Linked DNA regions of Mus musculus: all the other regions are linked to region 2. A link is a contact called in public promoter capture Hi-C data. All regions are on one chromosome and are shown on one strand. The core of a region is the stretch at or near the end of the contact, and the rest is flanking DNA. Distances in the headings are between cores, read along the strand shown.

Region 1 (4,184 bases), core at 1,012-3,511, 330 kb before region 2:
CAGAGGCAGAGGCAGAGGCAGAGGCAGAGGCAGAGGCAGAGGCAGAGGCAGAGGCAGAGGCAGAGGCAGAGGCAGAGGCAGAGGCAGAGGCAGAGGCAGAGGCAGAGGCAGAGGCAGAGGCAGAGGCAGAGGCAGAGGCAGAGGCAGAGGCAGAGGCAGAGGCAGAGGCAGAGGCAGGCAGGTATGGTTTTTACCTCCCGTGTGTGTTATTTCTTTAGAATCTATGTTTGGGTTTGGCATTATGAACAGTTATCACTTCCATGAAAATGTATTTGTTTAGCACCAAATTATCTCTGTTGCGTGGAGTGGCTATGTAGTAAGAAGGCTAGACATACTTTAATTCTTCCTCCTGAGTAATTTGCAATCTGAAAGAGATGACTTCACAGGAATTCAAATGGAGTCATTGTAGTTTAAAAGGTCATTTAGCAAACGATTACATAAACCTATCAGATTAAATGCTTATATTTAGTAGGAATGTTGGGGCGAGGGACGCAGACTGTGCCACAGTTTGTTTGCATTAGGTTGGGGGGAGAAAGGTTGGCACCTCCCTCAAGTTAAGTCTGGAAAACATTTATCTCTGGCACCGGTTAAAGGATGAGAGACAACGCAAAGCTGCAGAGAAGGAAGAGAAGGGGATCCTGAACTCACAGCAAAGGCAGAAACAGAAGGACGTATTTGCTCTCATTTGGGGACTTGTTCCTTTACGTTTAGTTCCTTCATCTTGGCGCTTGAGTGATTAATCTCCATTTCCACATTAGTAAAATGGCAGTGGCCGCAACCTTGAAAATAAAAACCAAAGCCAGTGCTGGCACCTTCAGTCCAGGCACTCAGAAGGGAGAGGCAGGTGGATCTCTTTGAGTCTAGGCCAGCCTGGCCTACAGAGTGAGGTCCAGGATACCCAGGCCTATGTAGCGGCACCGTGATGCAAACCAAACCGCACCACACCACACCACAAAAAATAAAAATAAAACCATATCAGGAAAAAAATACCCATATGATACATGGTACAACTCAAGTCATACAAACGACTGTAACCCTTAGTGTGAAGAGAAAATTCAGAAGGGAGGAAAATAAATAAACCTGAACTCCTCCATGCAGTTTTTGAACATCTGAGACCTGGAGAAAAGGGGACTTCACATCAAAAAGGGCCCAAACTAAGTTTCTTCTCTTTGAGTTTTAGATGTAATCTATAGTCTCCCTCTGTTTTCTGCTATCACTTTTATTGTTTTTGAGCGTTTCCTCTTTCTCTGGTTCACTCAGCTGACCACCAAGAGATCAGATCCTGCTGGAAAGTTATTTGGAATGTGGTAACAGTCTCCTACCCCATTCTTCAAGTTTTCCAAACGAAGTGAAAATGTTCAGATGTTCTGTTACCCGGGCCTCCAGTCCATCTGATGGCTGCCCATTTGCCGGCGGTACTGGTATTTTTCAGCTACTCTTTATACCAGAGTTAGAGCTCCGCGATTAGCCCTTGCTGGAATACAGTGCTAAGGGCGATTCCTACAGCCGCTTGATTAAGTCCGTTAGGGTTTGCAGTTCCTGGAGATCCCAAGTTATTCTAGAAACAAACCACACCCGATAGTGACTAGTCAAGTGGTTCTCAAACCATGAGTTTCTAGCTTCTTGGGGTCCCCTTAGACCATCGGAAAACATTTCCATTACGGGTCGAAACAATAGCAAAATAACAATTATGAAGTAGCAATGAAAATAATTTTATGGTTGGGGGGGTCACCACGCACGAGGGTCACAGCATTAGGAAGGTTGAGAACCGCTGCTTTAGTCCTCTAGATCTCAGCTTGTTCACCTACAAAACAAGGGTTAGACTTGATGCTATTTCTCACTGTGATTCCCCAACCTAAGACTCAGTGAATCTAACATGAATCAAGTTTCTTCCAGAGGCTGGGGCTGGCTGTCAGGGCGTCTGCCTAGACCGTGCCAGGACGCGGGTTCAACCTCTGGGGGCACAAGAGGACACAGGGGACTTGATCTGAAGTCATTAGTTAATTTGCTCTCTTGGTCCTGGAGGCGGGGTCGGCCACGGAGCCCTAATGAGGTTAACTTATGGATACTCCTTGCCTAGACTAGCAACGTATCCTGTGATTCTCACCAACCTTGGGGACCAAAGGATCGCGTATGAACTTCAAAACCCCGGCCCTAGGAGACGAGAGGGCAAGGAGGCCGGCTTAGTCCTGCGCTTGCGCAGTGTGGTCCTAGGGCTAAGGTCGTGCCGCCAGCTGACCCTTCGCTGTTCATCAAATCCCGCGAGATCTCAAACTGACAGACACGCAGGGGGGCCACTGTATCGCTGCACCGGAAGCTGGATTAAGCCCGCAGAAAAGGAGGAAGTGCCGAGCCAGGGTGACCTGTGGGCGTCCTCCTCGAGCTCCGGGCGACACCGGCGGTATAGCTTGGGACGCTAGACTAGGGAATGCCCCGTAACAGGTGCTCTCCGTTTTGTAAGAATTCCGAGGGTGAAGTTTGGGCGCGACTGTGTTTGAGGTGCTTCAGATTTGAACATCTATTGAGCGCCTACTGTGTGCCACGCATAGGGGTATACTTATGTCATGTTGAAAAACCTCAGCACCAAGAGGTTTTGATCCTCTTGGTGCTGAGGATCCAGGAAGTCGGCTTGAAAATGTGAGATTACTAGTAATTTCTGTGAAAGTGGTTAGTCGTGGGAGCCATAGAGGAAGGTTGGCTTTCTGAGGTGGACATTTGCACACGATGGCATAGACAGCACAGGGAAGGTCAGCAGAGCCCTTTGTGGCAGAATGGTTGAACAAAGTACGGCTAAACAGGAAGTGTGTTTTATTAAAAGATATTGGGGATAAGTTGTGCGACCTTGGACAAGTTATTCAGCCCCTGTATGGCGTCTGTGAAAAGGATAGCATGTTTGCAACTTCATGGCGGTGGTGTTTGAGGACGGAGTTGTATTTAAGCAAGCTGATTAATAATTTATTTTCTTCTGTATTGGGAATTGAGTCCAAGATCAGCCTTCCACCTCCCCTATGCATGCTGGGCAAGAGGTTTTTACTACTGGGCTATATTGCCAGACTGTTTTTCATTTTTATTTTGGGACAGGTTCTCACTAATTTGCCCAGGCTGGCCTTGAATTTGCCGTCTGTATTCCATCTGCCCAATAACTGGGATTACAAATGTAAGACGCTACCATGCTAGAGCATGTCAACTCACCCAGTTCTGGGATGCCTGGAAACATTCAGGAAATAAACTATATGACCCCTCCGAGGTCCCACCCAGCTAGAAACAGAACATGTCCTTTGCCCTTGTGAGTTCAGTGAGCTTTTCCTTACAATAGTCTGCTACACAGATGCTTAAGGCGTATTTTTAATGACTGTCATTGAACCAGATCTTTTGGTGGTATTTTAGAATGGTCGAATCAATTAGAAACCCACTTTAATTTAACAGCAAATGGGGTTTACTGAGGTCTACTCAGCTCTGCCTCCATTATGATGCCTCCTAACCCACTGCCCTTCAGGTCTTGAATGTGATCTTTATTTTAGATGGAGAACCTGTGAGTAAGTCATGGTTGATTTTGTTTGTTTGTTTGTTTGTTTGTTTTCGAGACAAGGTCTCTCATATCCCAGAATTCTGGCCTTGAATTTTGTTATGTAGTTAAGTCTGGCTTTGAACTCATTCCTCTCTCTTCTACCTCCCATGTGCTGAATTACAGGTGGGAGGCATCACACTGGCTCTGTTATGTGTATCTAGAGAAATAAGGCAGAATGCTGAAAATGGAGAACAGATAACTGTCACCGTGTGATGCCTAACACTGACTGTCAACTTGGGGGGATCAGAAATCACTGAATAGACAAGTTCAAGGTGTACCCATGAGGGATTGGCTTCATTTTAAGATGACTAAGGTGGGAAGATTCACCCCAAGGCTGAGTAGGACGATTTTTTAGGTTTGGGTCCTGGACTGAATAAAAACGACAAAGCCAGTTGAACACCAGCATTCCTTGTTCTGGTTTTTTTTTTTTCCCTAAAGACTTATTTATTTTATGTATATGTGTACACTGTAGTTGTGAACCTTCATGTGGTTGCTGGGAATTGAATTTAGGACCTCTGTTCACTCTGGTTGGCTCTGCTCATTTATTATTATAAATAAGTGCACTGAAGCCGTCTTCAGACGCACTCATTACAGGTGGTTGTGATCCACCATGTGG
Region 2 (4,511 bases), core at 409-2,908:
TTTGCAGAATGAAATTGATAAGGAGTTACAAGCTGGAACATGCAAGGAATCTCCGCATGTCAAGGTGTTTCTTTCTTTCTTGGTCTTTTAAGACACAGTGTCTCTGTGTAGCCTTGACTGTCCTGGAACTTGCTCTGTAGACCAGGCTGGCCTCAGACTCACAGAGATCTGACTGCCATCTGCCTCCCATGTGTTGGACTTAAAGGCGTGCGCCAACACGTGATGTACCCAGCACATCAGGATATTTCATAGGAAAGTGAGGAGAGGATATAAGCAGGCAGTCTATGAAAGGGACAATCCACGAGCCTAATAAATGTACTAAGTTAGCACAGTGTAGTTGACAAGATGGCTCAGCCAGCAAAAGGTCCAAGTGTTTGTCGCCAAGATCTGAATTCCAGCCCCAGATCCCACTGCGGAAAAAACCAACTCCAAAACCTGTTCCCTGATCTCCATTCCTGTGTCATGGCACACATATCACACGTGCATGTGCATGCGCCCCCCCCCAATAAAATAAAAATAAAGTTATTACAATAGGATACCATCTTACAGGGCTGGAGGGATGACTCAGCAGTTAAGAGCACTGACTGTTCTTCTGAAGGTCCTGAGTTCAAATCCCAGCAACCACATGGTGGCTCATAACCATTCGGTAATGATATCTGCCCTTTTCTGAGGTGTCTGAAGACAGCTACAGTGTACTTACATATTATAAATAAATAAACCTTTAAAAAATACCATCTTACATACATCATTTAGATACATATTAGGAAAAATAAACTAAACAATACCAAATATGGGGATGGTTATAAGGGACACTAGAACCTTTATATATTGCTGTCAGGAACTATAAATTGGACGCGACCACCCCAAAACATTATAGAATTAAGTATGGCTCAGCATTCTATCCTGAGGTGGATAACTTAAAGAGAAACCATCAGTATCTATCTATCAAGAGACAATTGCCAGGATATTCATTACGGTGTACTTTGTGGTGCTTGAAATACTGGAAGTAATCCAGGCATCCTTTACTAGGGAAATAGAATCTATCCAGGGTGACGCTGAGCACCATTCAGGAGTGAAAAGTCATATAGCATGGATGACCTAAAAAACCCAATGCTCAGTTTAAAAACTTCTCTCTTTTAAAAAATCACAACATGATTCATGAATCCAAAGTCAACATATATTTTAAGGTAACAGGATAATTTAAGTAAGAGGGTCTGAAAAAAATTAATGCAAAGGAGGGTGTGCCAAGAGCAGATCGGAATTGAGAACGAAAACTAAGGGAGGAAGATGCCAAAAGAGGGGGGTCCGCAGTACCTAGAGTGAGGCAGCGTCAACTCCATTCTGTGCAGCCAGGGTTCCAAATAGCCCAAACTGAAGGAAAGTTGCAAGGAAGGACCCGCAGGGGAGCAGCCCCTTCCCCACTGCCCAGGCAGTGCGTCCCTGACAACCCGGCCGTCCTCACTAGCCCTGCTCACCTGGCACCAGCTCGGGCCGTGGGTCCCGGGACCGCCATGACCCGGGATGCAAGCGACGAGGCGACCGAGCAAGCCCGGTGTCCTCCCCGGGCAGAGTCCTCAGAGCTCGGGGCCCCGCCCTAGGAGGAAAGGGGTGGGACTCTGGCGACCACAGAGACGCGCTAGATAGAGAAGACGGCTCCGGCGCTGTGGCCGTTCCCGGAAGCGCAGCCTTTCCTGAAGAACAAGAGAGTAGCAAGAGGTTATAGAGCTGGCCGGGTGGCCAGAGCGTCCCCTGTGGGGCTGGGAGGTTTCTTTTGCCAACTGGTAGTTCCGAGTGTAACTTTCTCCCAGAGAAGACAGCGTGATCTGTTTTTTAAAAAATTAATTAATTTAAAAAATACATATTTATTTAGTGAGCTATGTGTGTGTTCACGCGAACTGTGAACCAGGGCGTAAGTGTCAGAGAACAACTTTGAGGAGTCAATTTTCTCCTTCCATCATGAGGGCTCCCGAGGAGCCAACTCAGGTTGTCAGGATTGGCGAGAAAAGCCTTCATCGGGTGAGCTGGCTCCCTGGTCCCAGCACGATTTACAAGATTTTCTTGAAAATGTATTTTATGTATAGGAATGTTTTGCCTGCATGTATGAGTACCACGTGAGTGCCTGGTGCCTGCAGAGTCCAGAAGAGGGCATTGGAGTCCCTGGAACTCTAGTTACAGACCCAGGGCTTCTGAAAGAGCAGCCAGTGCTTGTAACCACAGAGCCATCTCTCCAGGACGTCCCATCTCTCCCCAGCGTGATTTTGTTTGTTTGTTTTTTGTTTGTTTTTCGAAACGGGGTTTCTCTGTGTAGCCTTGGCTGTCCTGGAACTCACTTTGTAGACCAGGCTGGCCTCGAACTCAGAAATCCGCCTGCCTCTGTCTCCCAAGTGCTGGGATTAAAGGCATGCGCCATCATGCCTGGCCAGCGTGACTTTTTTTTTTTTTAAAGATGTATTTATTATATGTAAGTACACTGTAGCTGTCTTCAGACACACCAGAAGAGGGCGTCAGATCTAGTTACGGATGGTTGTGAGCCACCATGTGGTTGCTGGGATTTGAACTCTGGACCTTTGGAAAAGCAGTCGGGTACTCTTACCCACTGAGCCATCTCACCAGCCCCAGCATGATCATTTAAGTCGGGTAGATGTGACTTAGTGGTAAACGACTTGCGTGTCATACATAAGGCCCCAGCACTACAGAAATAAACATATAAATCAGTTTTCCAGACATATATGGCAGCTCAACCCTGTAATTCTGGACCTGAGGCAGTAGAGCAGGAGGATCAAGAGTTCCAGATATGCCTCAGATACATAGAAAGCGCTGAGTTCATGATTAGCCTGGACAACAGGAGACCTGCCTCAAGGGGAAAAAAAAAAAAAAAGGGTAGAGGATCCTCACTTTACATTTGCAGTTTTCAACACTACTGATTTATAGTGGGTTTCTGGTTTGGTTTGGTTTAGATTGCAGCTGTTTTGGTTCTTTTGGTTTATTCTGTTTTTGTTTTTGTTTTTTCTTCCCGAAACAGTGTTCCACTGTGTAGCCCTGGCTGTCCTGAAACTCGCTCTCTACACCAGGCTAGCCAGGATCTCAGAGATCCACCTGCCTCTGCCTCCAAGTGCTGCGATCCTTAAACGAGAAATGTATGAAATGCTTATAGACTGACTAAAGTGCCCAATGAGAGATTCAAGGAAACAATAATGGCATTTCACATTTGCATCTAAATGTATCTTCCTAGCTCTTGATCCTTAAGGTCAACTCTGGAACAAACACTCAACAAGTCAACAAAGTAACAATTACCAGTTGTTTTCAGAGCCTTTTAGACTTGCTTAGTGGCAAGCTCAGTTATCTTTACAAAGCTTCGTGTCCATGACAAAGATACCAAACAAACAAAGCAAATAGGCTTCCCCAACTTCAACACTAATGACTGTTGCGCCTGTTGGGCCTGGCCTTTGTAGGGTGAGTTGTAGGAGACTGAGCAATGTCTCAGGACTGAGCAGCTGGAAGATGCCAGCAGAGCAGCTGTCCTTAACCCAGCCAATAAAACCATGCTGTCAAATATCCCTTAGCAGAAGGAAGGACCAAAATTCTACCCTCACTCTGCTCCCCAGAATGGAAAACAATGTTTCGGAATGATAGAGAGGGACAGCCAACTTAGGACACAGAAACAGAAGGTCCAGAAAAAACTCTGAGAGGATGGTAACCGAGATTTCTGCAGGGGGAAGAGCTTAATACTTCAGGGTACGATTTTCTAAGATTTGATTTTTAAGCAAGCAAGCAAACAAACACCAGCCAGATACATCAAGACACAAACATCGAAAATTAAACATCACTTAAAGCATGATGGAGAGATGGCTCAACAGTTAGGAACATTGGCTTCCAGAGGCCTAGGTTTGGTACCCAGTACCTTAAAGAAAGCTCATCACTGTCTCTATAACTCCAGTTTCAGGGGTATTGAGGGCTTCTTTGGCCTGGATAGGCACTTCGCAAATATGGTACACAGACATACATGCAGGTAAGACACCTAGACACACATGATAATAAATCAAATAAAAGAAAGGAACAGCAGAGGAAAGACATCTGCTTGAGCCTCCACGTATACCTACACTGGCTAGTGTATACACTCCACACATAGCACACCCAGGAACTGCCTACCAGACACGGACACACAAACACAATTGAAAGTTGCAGCCTTCATGGTAGAAATCACTCAGGACTTCCTGGCATTGGTATTGGTTGTAAGGCACTGGAGCACAAAAAGTGACAACAGCAATAAGCCATTCAGCTGATATTCGCCGAGCAAGTAGGTTCCTTGCTTTGGAAAGAATTCCCTAGTCCCAGCCCTTGGGAGGCCAAAGCAGGAAAATCACTGCCAGTTAGAGGCCAGCCTGCACTAACCAGTGAGTTCCAGGCTACAGGGACCACATCGTTAGATCCTATCTCAAAAACCAAACAAATATGGCAGGGGGCATGGCTCATCAAGTAAAGCTGACAAGCACGGAATCCGAGTTTGATTT
Region 3 (4,737 bases), core at 1,533-4,032, 260 kb after region 2:
TGGAATCAATAAGTCCCCTGTAGATTGTAGTACACAGCTACACGGCTCACGACTGCCCCTCAGACATTTAGCACAATGTCTGACACATGTATTTTTTTTCATCTCCAGTACATTAACAATTCCATAAGGAAAAGATTTTTGTGTCTCTTTCCTTCCTTCTTTCTTTCTTTCTTTCTTTCTCTCTTCTTTCTTTCTCTCTTTCTCTCTCTCTTTCTCTCTTTCTTTCTCTCTTTCTCTCTTTCTTTTGGTTTTGTTGCTGTTACTGTTTTTGTTTTTCCAGACAGGGTTTCTCTGTGTAGCTCTCGGTATCATAGAACTGGCTCTGTAGACCAGACTACTCTAAAACTCAGAGATCTGCCTGCCTCTGCCTTCAGAATGCTGAGATTAAAGGCGTGCATCACCACCACCTGGCAGTTTGTCTATTTTATCTACTGCTATATTCCCAGGGTTTTCATAATAGTGCATATTAAAGGGGTTCCACAAAACAGAACAGAACAACACACACACACACACACACACACACACACACACACACAAAACCAAAAAAAAAACTCAAACCAAAACCAAAAACAAAAAAAAACCTCAATTAGCAACTGTAGTTCTACATTCTACCAGCAGATGGCACTTGATCCCTAGATCTGACCTGCACACGACGGCCAGAATCGACCTGGATTGAGGAAGTTAAGGAATAATTTTGTCTTGGGACCCCTTCCCAAGAGATGAATGGGATGACAGAAGAACTCAACATCTATCTACCAAAGCTTCAGGAGACAAAACTGAGGCTCCAACTCCAGCACAGGTATACATCTGTGTATCTAGCAGGTGCCCATAACTTCACACCTGGTCATTGCTGTCAGCTTTGTCCTAGTGACAGTCTGCTTTGCTTCACTTTCTGACTTCTAACAGCACCTTGCAATGCGCATGCATGCGCGCGCACACACACACACACACACACACACACACACACACACACACACACAAGCACACACAAGCCTGCAGCATAACCATCCCCTCCCTATGACAGCCAGACTTCATCTCAGCCTCAGCCCCCGGCTCCCCTATACCAGGGGCAAAAGCTTATGGTGAAAAGCCCTAGTTCTGAGTTAAGCCTGCATGGCAGCCTCATCTCCAGATGTGCCACTCTGGCCCTCTCCTTCCTCGTCTATGCTCTAGGGCCCCAGGTCAGTGTCTCTTCCCTGACCATCTTCACTATATTGTACTGCTCCATTGCCCTTGACAGAATTGTCCTGTGCTTTTAGAAACACATTCACCAGCACATACTGCTCGTGCCTCCAACTTGATTTTAAGACATTGGCTTGCCCTCCAGCAGGTTTTGTATTCTGTGGGTCCCCGAGCCCTCTCCCATGCTCAGCACATGTAATCATGCAGTTGCCTGCACAAGTCAGAATAGAGGGGAAAGCTGAAACGGGGCAGGTGTCCTGCTAACTCTCCTTGAATGGTCTTACGCTGGAGCCACTTGGCAGCACTCAGCTCTATGCCCTGCAGACTTTAGGCTAGGCCTCCAAAGGTTAGTAGGGAATTCATTTAGACGCAGAGAGGGCCAGCTACGTGCAGGCACTGATCTGCTGGGAACATGAAAGCTAACAAAACCCTGCTTAAGCAGAACTTGTATAAGTTTGAACACATACATAGAAATAGAAATACGTGAGGGGGGAATAAATGCTATAAGAAAGCATAAAGCTGGATGAGGGCACAGAAGGGATGAGACACGGTGAACTTTGCTAAGATACAGAAGACCGTTGCAGGCAAGAGAAGAGTATGTGTGCAGAGCAGGAGGCAGAAGATCCTCTGTAGTGGGACTAGGCGTACAAGCAACGGGAATGCTACCTGGAACTACAACGGACAGATAAACCAGGCTCAGGCCAAGGGCTGCCAAAGCCCCTCCTAGACTAATCAATTGCACCTTGCCCAGTCTGGCATTGCCAGGCTCCTGTGCCTTCACTCCAGAGACACCTGGGTACTCAGGAGAGGTCCCCAACTCATTAAATCCTGGGCAAGGCGTTGTTGGGGCGGGGAGGGGACCTCCTGTGATAACAGAGTCCAGAACCCGCAGCGAGTGGTGCAAAATAATAAGTTGAAGAGTTGGAGCGAGGCGTGGCTTTTCAAAATGTGCAAACAACGCTGACATCTAGACTTCCTGGAACACAGACCCAGTCCCTCGCACAGGTCAGGGCAGCCTTCTCTTTCACAGAGCTCCTAAACCCTTGCCTAAGTCCTCTGCGTGTCCCAGCAGACCTGAGCCCGGACTATACACTTGTCTTGGCGCGCCTGCTTCGCTGTCAGCCCGTTCCTGGAGATGCGTCTGTCTTCGCGCCCTGATGTCCCCACTCCCCCCCCCCCCCCCCCGCCCAGATCCTCCACCTACTGGCGCCCGGAGCCAGTTTATCCTTCTCTGGGCCTCAAGAACCCAGAGCGCCCACCCAGCCACTGCAGCTCGTTAGCCCAGCACAGAATGAGTGAGAAACGCACACGAGCTTAACGTCGGGGTTCTGGGAGAACTGGTGTCCAAGGGAACAGATAGTAGATTTATTTTCCCCAAAATAACTTTTTGAAAGCTGGTCCGAGCCCCGGTTTCGGAACCTCGGAGCGGTTTCTCTAGTAGTTACTGAGGACAAAGGGACAGGACCCGCACTCCACTGAAGGCGTAACTGTCCGGGATACCCGCATCCCTTTGCTCCACCCCGCCCCCAGCCCTATCCCCTCTTCAGTGCTCACCCGGTGAGCCGCCCTCGCCGTGCAGCCGCGGGTCGCTGAGGGGTTTCCAGGCGCGCGACAGAAGGTGCAGCCCTGGCTGCTATCTGCTGCTGGCCCCGGGGATGGCTTCTCCGAGTCTGGACAGGTGGCTGGACTCGACGCAGCTGCTGGGTTCGGGGTGGCCTCCTGGCCTCGGCCTCTGCGAGCCTCCCAGGGTTCCCCTGGGCCGGCTGGTTCCACTCAGAGGGCGACAAGCCGGGGACCGGCGCGTCAGGCTCTCGGAACAGACTGTACACCTTGGCTGCAGCCGCTGCGGGGTGGCTGCCCACGGGGTGCCACAACCGATTCGCATCCCTGCTAGCTGGTTCGTATCTCCCTATGGAATCCCGTTGGGCATGACTTGTCCCCATCAAGACAGCCAGGACAAGTGGCAGGAAGCCCCTCCAACGCACCCGTCGGATGCATCCGGAGCAGCGAGCGGTGGTCGGCGCTCTCATGGCGCCAGAGTGGCTGCAGAGCTGTGGGCACCGGAGACCTCGCGGGGAGGTGCTTTCCATCGTTCGCTCCACAGACCCGCCTGGCGACTTGCCCCTTCCCGTCTAGGGGACCTCTGAAACAGCCGTTTGGGGGTCCAGGGGTTCCTAGGTAAGGGCTGTATGGCGTGAGCTGCCCGGGCTGCGCACCGAGCCCGAGCCTGCCGCACCTTCGCTCCCGCACTGCCGCCGTCTGAAGGGGAACCGAAGGGTTTTATTTTTGGAAACCGCCCCCTGCTTTTTCGCCTCTTTTATCCACGCCATGCCCCCCTCCTTGGAGGGACAGCTCGGCCCCCTTATTACGGGAGACAAGAATTCCAGCAACACCCTCTTTGGCACCGAGAAGCGAGCGGGCGGCGAGGGGATTAACCCGTGAGGAGCTGCGGGCGACAGGGCAGACCCGGGGACTGGAAAGACAGATGGCGTCTGCCTGGACCAGCGCACCTGAGCTGCCTTTTTCCTGTCCTGGGCAAACTCAAGTTGTCCACCTGTCCTGGATGTATTTTCTGTTCCTGACCTCACGGACCCAGATGAACTGCTTCTCGGGCCTGAAGGAAGCTGGGGAAGGTACCCAGACCGGAGTAATGGGGACCGAGCCCGAGGCATGCGCGCCTGGTCTCGTTGCTTCCACCTCTGACCGCTGGGGGCGCTAGGCGAGAATGCAGGTGTCCCTGGGGCAGCTCCCAAGAGCCGGTTGCCTATGGGGAAGGGCAACTTGGGGCGCGCGCCCCCTGGTGGAGCTGGTCACACCCTTGGCCACCGTGTTTTGTAGCGACACACTCTGCCAACCTGCTTAGAGCCTAGATCTTAATCTGCTTCCTGTGGCGCCAAGCCTTGACCTGGGCCTATGGTGATGGTGGATGCCCGCTGGAAGAGTTGTTCTCTTTTTACAAAGGTAGGCATGGAGCCTCTTGAATAAGGTGACTAAAGGAGAGTATTGCTAAAGATGGAAATAAAACCCAGGCTAGTGGCCTCTGGCCCACAGTCCACTCTTTGAACTCCTACCACCGCCCCTCATTCCTTGGAGAATTTCCCCAAGGGGCTGCATGAGCCTTTGAGCCCTGCTGGGCCGGGTTCTCACACCTTCTTGTATTGAAGGGGACAGGGATGTCCGTTGCCTCCCACCTAAATTAACCTTCTTCCCTGTGTCCCATGCCCCAAAGCCTAAAAGGCTAGGCATATATGGTTTTCCTGAAAGTGTTTTCACAGCCTACTGGCTCCTAAGCAGACAGGATAAAAGAGCCTGTAAAGGCACCAATTACAACTTCCCATACCAGCCCCTCCCTTCCCAGAATCCTAAGTAATACCTAACTGGATTAGAAAGTCTCAATATTTGACACTGGCCTACGGAGTCCTCCCTGCCCGGCTGGTTTTCTGACCGATCTGAACTTACTCCTGCTCGGTATTCATTACACAGTACCCTCACAGTCTCTGCTTGGCAAATGTTTGATGCATTGTGACGGCTCATCTCTCTACCTAGAGTATTCAT

What was found. Promoter capture Hi-C pulls out the DNA fragments that hold promoters and counts their contacts. Capture Hi-C pulls out chosen DNA fragments and counts their contacts.
Region 1: a contact with region 2 is called in a promoter capture Hi-C map of macrophages, with 5 read pairs. The contact joins the promoter of Ptgr2 here to the promoter of Abcd4 in region 2. A contact is called at or near these places in 1 of 39 promoter capture datasets (macrophages), 2 of 484 Hi-C or Micro-C datasets (CD4 T cells and natural killer cells) and 1 of 115 datasets of contacts at active chromatin or transcription factors (bone marrow-derived macrophages).
Region 3: a contact with region 2 is called in a promoter capture Hi-C map of adipose tissue. The contact joins the promoter of D030025P21Rik here to the promoter of Abcd4 in region 2. A contact is called at or near these places in 7 of 39 promoter capture datasets (the C10 cell line, embryonic stem cells, hippocampal neurons and 3 more), 1 of 15 datasets of contacts at CTCF or cohesin (pro-B cells), 4 of 115 datasets of contacts at active chromatin or transcription factors (bone marrow-derived macrophages, cardiomyocytes, large pre-B cells and 1 more) and 2 of 9 other capture datasets (adipose tissue and liver).

What each region holds. Positions count from the first base shown.
Region 1 is chr12:84,283,035-84,287,218 of GRCm38.p6, forward strand. Ptgr2 (prostaglandin reductase 2) reads left to right here and starts at 2,262. Exons shown (of 10, transcript NM_029880.3): 1 at 2,262-2,442.
Region 2 is chr12:84,615,808-84,620,318 of GRCm38.p6, forward strand. Abcd4 (ATP-binding cassette, sub-family D (ALD), member 4) reads right to left here and starts at 1,659. Exons shown (of 19, transcript NM_008992.2): 1 at 1,476-1,659. The coding sequence starts at 1,513.
Region 3 is chr12:84,873,020-84,877,756 of GRCm38.p6, forward strand. It overlaps D030025P21Rik (RIKEN cDNA D030025P21 gene), which reads left to right and starts at 2,783. Exons shown (of 1, transcript NR_028577.1): 1 at 2,783-4,737. It overlaps Ltbp2 (latent transforming growth factor beta binding protein 2), which reads right to left and starts at 3,472. Exons shown (of 36, transcript NM_001370743.1): 1 at 2,737-3,472. The coding sequence starts at 3,212.